Linked DNA regions of Xenopus tropicalis: region 2 is linked to region 1. A link is a contact called in public Hi-C data. All regions are on one chromosome and are shown on one strand. The core of a region is the stretch at or near the end of the contact, and the rest is flanking DNA. Distances in the headings are between cores, read along the strand shown. Region 1 holds the start of il28b.1 (interleukin 28B (interferon, lambda 3), gene 1). Region 2 holds the start of bbof1 (basal body-orientation factor 1).

Region 1 (4,469 bases), core at 998-3,497:
TTACATCTGGCGTAAAAGTAACACAGCATTTCAGAAAAAGAACATCATACCAACAGTAAAATATGGTGGTGGTAGTGTGATGGTCTGGGGTTGTTTTGCTGCTTCAGGACCTGGAAGGCTTGCTGTGATAGATGGAACCATGAATTCTACTGTCTACCAAAAAATCCTGAAGGAGAATGTCCGGCCATCTGTTCGTCAACTCAAGCTGAAGCGATCTTGGGTGCTGCAGCAGGACAATGACCCAAAACACACCAGCAAATCCACCTCTGAATGGCTGAAGAAAAACAAAATGAAGACTTTGGAGTGGCCTAGTCAAAGTCCTGACCTGAATCCTATTGAGATGTTGTGGCATGACCTTAAAAAGGCGGTTCATGCTAGAAAACCCTCAAATAAAGCTGAATTACAACAATTCTGCAAAGATGAGTGGGCCAAAATTCCTCCAGAGCGCTGTAAAAGACTCGTTGCAAGTTATCGCAAATGCTTGATTGCAGTTATTGCTGCTAAGGGTGTGGCCCAACCAGTTATTAGGTTCAGGGGGCAATTACTTTTTCACACAGGGCCATGTAGGTTTGGATTTTTTTTCTCCCTAAATAATAAAAACCCTCATTTAAAAACTGCATTTTGTGTTTACTTGTGTTATCCTTTACTAATAGTTAAATGTGTTTGATGATCAGAAACATTTTGTGTGACAAACATGCAAAAGAATAAGAAATCAGGAAGGGGGCAAATAGTTTTTCACACCACTGTATGTCTCCAGAAATGTTTTTTTTAATTCCCTATAACTATGTAGTTTCAGATATAAGACATTCATATTTGGAACACTATAGCAACCCCATCAGCCCATATCTTATTTCAAGCCATCTGGCATTTTCTAAAATCCACATATTTATAGTGCAGTCTGGCCTGCCCTTTAAGGTTCATTTACTAAAGTGTGGTAAGGTGCAAAGTTATGGTTGCCACTTTTTTTTTGTTTAATATTGGTCTTTGTTTCGGGGGTGAACCACAACTGCATTTGGGGGAGGGGCTATAATGTAAGGGGTGAGGAAATGGGCAGACCAAATGGGGGAAAGGGTAAATGTGATTGACAAACGTATGGGGAAATGGGCCGAATGGGTGAGGAAATAAGTGGGGCAGAGGTTAACCTGAGTATAAAGCCTGATCAGTGCGGAGATGGTGAGGAAGGGCCATTGATTTATAGGGTATTATAAAGTTACTGGCAAGTACATTGTCCGTAACTTTGTAATACTGGTGTCGGCCCTATATGGTAGTTTACCGGTTAGACCAGTTAAATACTGGCAAGGTGGCAACTTCATGCAAAGTGCCAAGCGCAAGGCTTGTTGTTTGACCACAATGTCCTTGTTATACTTTGTGGTACCTTACTGTAATGTGCAAACACTACAGAATGTTCTTCACCATAAAATGATTGGCAAAGGACAGAGGAAGTACACCTGTGTTTGAAATGTAAAATACAATTATGTAAGAACATGGTCACCTTACCTCCACTTTTGAGGATATTAGAAATCACATTATAAGTGACAGTCTAATATCATTGACAATAAGCCTTAGACCTAAAAGGGCTGCTTAAATGTAAAAATTGGCAAAATACCTGTGCACGGTAAGCTCCAGAGTCCTAGAAAACTGAAAATGGTATTATATTGTTTCTGCCACTAGATGGAGCTATCAACTACTAAAGGATTGTTACAGGTAATTGTAATAAAAGGAGATCATGACTGTGTGACTGAAGGAATTTCCTTCACTATGAACATAACGTCACCTCCTTACCTGGAAACTGAAAGTTCCATGGGACTTACCTTATTGATTATACACAGAGCCATATGTAAAGAAAGAGATTTGCACTTGCACAAATGCATTTTCTTTTTATTCGGAGATTAAGGTATAAAAGGATAAAGATGGGAATCACTGGGAGAAACTGCAGCCCAGAAGCACAGAGGAACCATTTGAAAGCACAGGTAAGGGAGTCACATATGTAATAGTGTGTTTGTATTGAATGCATAAATGATGGAAATGCAGATTTTTTTGTGCTAGACATTTTTTATGCTGGAACCACTGTGTTTATATGAAAGTAAATACTGGACTTATGCTGTGCTGGACTTATACTTATGTTGTGCACCTATGAATGAAAAAATGTTGCTTTGTTTATACATACATGTGCTACACTGAATTTTACTGTGATTTCTCACAGGTGTACAGAGTCCCTGCTGCATACAGAACATTAATCCAGAAGCCATGGAAATTCCTATCAGACTGGCTGCCATGATGGCCCTGCTGGTGACAGTGACAGCGCATCCACACAGAAGGCACTGCCACATGTCCAGATACAGATCTGTGTCCCCCAGTGATATAAGGGCAGTCAGACGCCTGCACAATGAACATGTGAGTGTGATATGATAACATGTCTGAAACACATGACTGTATAATATGTAACTAGAGGTAATATCTTCTTGTAATAATGTGCAGAAGCCCAACAGTGTTGCCTAACATATATATATAATTCCTCCTTTGTTGTGACTGTTTTGTTAGCAGGAGTCCATTATGCAGGGCATTATCTGTTTATTGGTAATCCGTACTGCAAGGACCAAACATGGAGTAGCTTTAATCTCGCTATTTGCTGTGTTTAGCGTAACAGAAATGCAATAAAAGTAGGGATGCATTGAACCCCCAAAGCCACCCTGATGGATTCTGCCAAATCCCGAACCGAATCTGAACCCTAATTAGCATATGCTAATTAGGATCAGAAGGGGTTAAAAATCGCTTAATATTTGGTTGCACACCCTTTGGCAAAAATAACTGAAATCAGTTGCTTCCTATAACCATCAATAAGCTTCTTACACCTCTAACCGGGAATTTTGGACCACTCTTCCTTTGCAAACTGCTCCAGGTCTCTCTTATTGGAAGGGCGCCTTTTCCCAACAGTAATTTTAAGATCTCTCCACACATGTGCCTGCACCCGAATGAATGAGATACGCTTGGGTGCAGGCAAATGTAGCCGATATACGCATGAAAACGTGAGACTTTGCATTATCTTGTATTTTCGTGCGTATATCGGCTACATGTGCCTGCACCCGAGCGTATCTCATTCATTCGGGTGCAGGCACATGTAGGAGGCGTAGGGCTGAATTTTCAGCAATCGCTTTTACGCTTGCCGAAAATATCCGCCCTATGCCTCGTGTGGCATTAGCCTAAAGGAGCATCGCATGTTTGAAACAATCTTATTTATCCACAATTTTGAAAGGGTGCCAATAATTTTGTCCAGCCCATTTTTGGAGTTGTGTGTGACAATATGTCCAATTTGCTTTTTTCCTCCCTTTTTTTTTGTTTTGTTCCAATACACACAAAGGGAATAAACATGTGTATAACAAAACATGTGTTACTGCAATACTTTTCTGTGAGAAATACTTGATTTTCTGGAAAAATTTCTGGGGTGCCAACAATTTGGGCCATGACTGTATTAGCTAAAAGTAGACAAATGAGTGAATGGTGTGTGCATAACAGAGATCACATTCTTTAGACTAGAAAATACCTATATAAATACCGAGGTGTATCAGTAAATGGTGAGTAACTGATTTTTAAAACAAATTTGTATATAATTATAAAAGGAATGTGAGGCACTTATCTATTATGTACAGTGATACAGCATTTTAATTTAATATTTTCTCCAACTGTCTTCAAGTTCATCTATAAAATATATTACATATATTCCTCTACAGGAGAAAAGCCCTTTCAGTGATGGGATCAAATGTTACAGGAAGATGCTTCGTCAAAAGCCGTCTGTGTGTGACCTGCAGGTAAGGAAACACTGTCCTTTCTAGGCTAGAAAATGATTTCCTTGTCATCATAATACTGCTTTTCCCAAGTCCTACACTATGGGGCAGATTTATCAAACTGTGAGTTTAGAGCTTAATACATAAAAATTCACCAATGTTCACCAATGTCCTCATTCATTTTTAGAATGGTATTTATCAATGGGTGAAATTTAGAACTCACAGTATGATGAAGAAGCTTCTAAAAATCCCATAGGAATGAATAGAACATAGGTGAGTTTTTATGTATTAAGCTCTAAACTCACATTTTGATATATCTGCCCTCCTTGTGTCTGTTTCTCACTGCATCCCTTTGATGTCACTCACATGAATACTAACAAATCTTGCTATTTTATGAAGCCATAGTGCTAAACTTTCTCTTCTTATATATCTGCAATGACATTTTCTCCTCTTCCTCAGGCAAGTGACAGACTGATTCTGACTCTGGAGAGAGTGACCTTGGCTGTAGATGTATTGACAAACATGACTGAGTCTCCACTGGCCAAACTCTTATCCCTGCCACTTACAATGCTCCTTAGCCTCGAGGATGATCTGAAGATCTGTGTAAGTTCTATGGTTCCACTGTGGTAAATTCCTTATTAAAACATATAGTGCTGAAGTCAGAACAGAATTTTCCAGTCCCCAATC
Region 2 (4,469 bases), core at 595-3,094, 190 kb after region 1:
TTGGAATTAGAACTACCAGCATCCCCATGAGTGGATTTTTAGTTTCATAACAGTTTAGGGCTGAGCATCTCTGCTCTGGTCTCTGGTCTGGAATACAAGAATAAAACATATTTTTGGCTGCTGAGTTGTCTGTTAATTTCGGGTAATAGTTTTTGAATTGGTGTGTCCTGCTGTCCCTGAGTTGTAGACGTTGTTAATCTGGGCGGTCAGTGAAGGTGTTTTTGCAAACTTCTCAGAGCTGTGACACTTACACATAATACGGTCCATCCCTCTCTAGCCAGACCGCCAGTTTTTTTCTGTCATGTTTCAGTTGTTCTATGCTTTGCTTACCATGCTCGTGTGGAGTGGTCATGTGACTCCTGACCCACCTAATCAAATAATACAGCGTGACAAGGCCATATGTATATACTTTAAAATGCAGTATTAGGTCTTATAAAGATAGAAGGCATTAGATAGGGTTAAATTTAAATAATTTAGTTTGCACTGTGTTTATTAAGAAATGTTATTGGCCACAGGATATCTCCTCTCCAGTGGGCAACAAATTAGCCAAAAATACCTGCCTCCCTGGGTTATTTGGGATTGCTGCATGTAAAACACTGTACATGTTGTGATCCCAGGTACTTGTAATTGTTCAAAAAAAGCCTTCTGCATTTTTACATTATTACCCGGGATCTCAGTTTGTAAAGTTTGTATCCATCAAATGCAAGGGGTATTTTTGTCTGCTTTTCCACACGCAGGAGAAAAGATTTCCTGCGGTGGCAAAGTACCCTGTCTTAAACGTTTGTTCAAGAACTACTGACATGCCACAATTTATGTAAATGCACACACACAGAGACAGACATGAAAAGGTTATCCCAGTTGATAATGAGTAAGCACTTAGCCACAGCTTCAGCCCTTTCAGAACTTCCTTATATCAGCTGCAGTTGGCGCTGGTAGCAGGACTGATTGTAGGAAATACAGAAATCAGGAGTTTTAATGTACAAATGTCGTTTTAACATACTTAACATGCAATCCTGTGTAAATCATACAGACTTTGCTTTCCCCTTTTTTCTATACATATTAATTGAAACAGAAATGTATATTTTATACTGTCCTGGCAACCAGACATATAGAGCTGCATATTTGAGTTCATTCAAAAGAGAGAACAGCCTTGGTTGGTGTAAACAGGAAACCTAATGCAAAGCCTTTTAGCCCTTTAGGGCTCTTACACATGGGCAATTACTCCTGCATTTAACTGCAGGGAAGTGCAGGGCGAGACACAATTTAAATAATTTATGATATATTAACATATATAGCATATTATCTAAAAATATATATACAGTACTAGGCCAAAAGCTAAGTGCATCCAAGGTGTGCTCGTTCCTGCAATGTGTTTAGTGTTACAGAGGGCTAGAAGCCTAGAACTTGGCGAAGGCTGGCAGAAATGGTATGTGGCTAGTGCCCTACTGTTCCCTAGGCATGTGTCTCTTTTGCCTGCCCTTAGTTCTGGCCTTGTGTGTGTGTATATACAGTATATGTGTGTGTGTGTGTGTGTGTGTGTGTGTGTGTGTGTTTGTGTGTGTGTATGTTTATTTGTTTTTTTTACTATTCAGAGCCCCATTTATATTTTTCCAACTTATATTATTGAAAAGATTATTTTTGGCTGCTGGATTATGTCGTTGGGCACATGCAACTTGTAAGCTAAACTTTTTTACAATTTACAGACATTCCCTCTTGGTATTGGATTGGATGGTATTCAGTATTCTTCCTTCAGAGCTCTTTCACACACAATAGGACTGCTGGAAGTGTGACTGGTTTTATGTTTCAGGCATGGCAACCCTGCTTGGTTCCCACAGTAACACTGAACTGTCTGTAAACAGCCAAAGACAAAGACTGCTAGGAACAGGGACTGAGAAAGGCAACAGAGCAAAGAGACTAGCAGACAAGGGGCAGAGGGAAAATTAGAGAGCAAAAGATACAAGATTTGGAGAGCAGGTATATTTTGAAGAATCAGAGAAAAAGAAAATCAGAGAAAAAGAAGGAAAAGAAAATAGTAACTTAAACTTGCTGCTAAAATGCCTAAGCTCAAAGTGAAAACTGGAAAGGGAAAGAAGGGTAAAAGGTAAAGATCATGCTGTGCTTCTACACTTCATCTAACTACATGATCATGCCAACCTGCTTTCACACTTGGCTCTGTCTGATCATTCCAGTTTCAGGTCTGACTGAAATCTACCTGATTATTCTAGCCTGTCCTTCCTCTTACATCTCACTGATCATTCAGCTTCCCACCCTCCTAAACCTGCCTGTTTTCCACATTACTAAATCTGCCAGTGTTTTAGCCCTCAGATACTGTATCTACCTGGTCATTTAATTTTTGTGCAAGTCAGCCTATTATTATTATTTTGTTACGAAAGCAAATGCTTTTTGCATATATATAAAGTTTATATATCTTCAATTATTAGAACAAAGTTTTATTTACTGCCTCTCACTACAGTGTAATACAATATGTCTCCAATAGCCATAGTGGCAGAATCAGCATTTCTAAGTAATCTTTTCCTTTTTAAAATAAAGTACAGGTAAGGAATTTATTATCCGGAAACCCATTATCCAGATATATACATATTATGGGATGTTCAACTACCATAGACTCCATTATAAGCAAATAATTCTACTTTTTATAAATGATTTTCTAGCTTTTCTCTGTACCAGTACATTTTACTTTATGTTAACTATGATGTATAAATCCATATTGGTGACAAAACAATCCTATCCAATTTTATGTTTAAATGATTTTTAGAAGACACAGGTATGGTGATCCAAATTACAGAAAGATCACTTATCTGTAAAACCTTAGATCCCAAGCATTCTGGATAATAGATTCAATACCTGTATCAGGAAAAACACATTTTTCTTTTAATAGCCATGTTACATTATTCAACTATTAAAAATTCCTATTTAAAAAAATGAATGTAATTGCAGTTACTAAGGCCACATTGTACTTGCATAAGTAAAAGAGCCCTTATCTTCATTATTTATAAATAAACCACTCAGAAATATATCCAATAGATATATTCCAAATAATAGCTAATGAACTACTGCTATATGTCTACTATTATTATCAAGAAAAAAGGGTGGGAAAACTGAACATAGAGTGGACAAAGAGTCTGAAGTAGAGAGAGCAAAGGCCAATGCAGCACTTTGGGAGGCGAGGCTGAAGGTAACTGAATTTTCACGTGTGGAGTACCGAGATGCAGCCCGAAGTCTGGCCCAGAACAACGAGGATCTGACTAAGCAACAATATCAACTGGAAAAAGACATGGTTGAAGTCATTGGGTTCTTGAAGAAGCAGGACCTGGAAAAAGATGAGCTGGTATTTCTAGTGATAATATCGTACTTGTTTGCTTCCCATTCCTTTCAATGTCATTCTTTCTGACCGGATATTTGATCTCTTTAGGAAGCACATGTTAACGATCCTTACATTTATATTATTGTTATGTGTGTTTTTATTTTCCTTTTGGACTAAAAAGAAAAAATCAATTGTCTTATTTAAAATAACAGCCAAAAATTATATTTGCTTATTCTCTGCAATAACAATCAATTATGATATACATGTATAAACCATTTCTGTTTATTTGTTTCTTCTGTTCTAGGAAATATAGTACAGGGGATGCACACATATGTTAGGTACATTATAGGATAAGCAAACCCTTCAAATAAATGAATGTAAAATCAAGAAGAGTGCTATGCTAAGCACTTTTGCCATTTACATTTATTATTATTTTTTAAGTTTTAAAGATACTAAGGGAAATAGGTACTGTTAATAGTAATACATTTTGTTACAATTGCACCACCTGCTGGGCAGTTTCTGACCATGATCCAGTCAAGGAACTTGTCAGAAAAAAAGGGAAAGGGCTAATCTGATATTATCTTAGATTATTATTATCTTATATTATACTGGTTAGAAAAAAAGTGAGGAAATGTATCATGCTGTTTATCAGAAAGTAAATATTGGACCTGATGGAACTGCAAAATACTTAATTGTGCCTCAGTCCTTCCAAGCCTTGGTATGATCTGGGCCCTTGCTTCCATCTTTAGCTCTCTTTCCCTCTTCTTGTCAATGTTAGGTCTGTGACACACGGGGAGATTAGTCGCTGTGCGACAAATCTTCCTTGTTGCGGGCGACTAATCCCCCCGAAATGCCATCCCACCGGCTAGAATGCACCGCCGCGCATGCCATCCCACCGGCGATTTACATTCTAGACGGTGGGATGGCATTTTGGGGAGATTAGTCACCCGCGACAAGGAAGATTTGTCGCGCGGTGACTAATCTCCCCGTGTGTCAAAGCCCTTAATGTACATTTTTTTCTTTTTTGTTTGAAAAATCAAAAATAAAATCTAATTAAAAAAAGTAAATATTATATTAATTAATTCTAAATAATTAGTTAGATGAGCACCAGGAAATCAAAAGTGCAGATAACTTTTCCACACTT

Evidence for each region. A called contact is a pair of places that touch in the nucleus more often than the background predicts.
Region 2: a Hi-C map of gastrula embryo shows a contact between it and region 1, with 3 times the contacts expected there. The contact joins the promoter of bbof1 here to the promoter of il28b.1 in region 1. A contact is called at or near these places in 3 of 5 Hi-C or Micro-C datasets (gastrula embryo, neurula embryo and tailbud embryo).

Annotation. Positions count from the first base shown.
Region 1 is chr8:81,742,269-81,746,737 of UCB_Xtro_10.0, forward strand. il28b.1 (interleukin 28B (interferon, lambda 3), gene 1) reads left to right here and starts at 2,248. Exons shown (of 5, transcript NM_001171763.1): 1 at 2,248-2,394; 2 at 3,729-3,806; 3 at 4,242-4,385. The coding sequence starts at 2,248.
Region 2 is chr8:81,935,730-81,940,198 of UCB_Xtro_10.0, forward strand. It overlaps bbof1 (basal body-orientation factor 1), which reads left to right and starts at 1,845. Exons shown (of 11, transcript XM_002938595.5): 1 at 1,845-2,101; 2 at 3,103-3,349. The coding sequence starts at 2,055.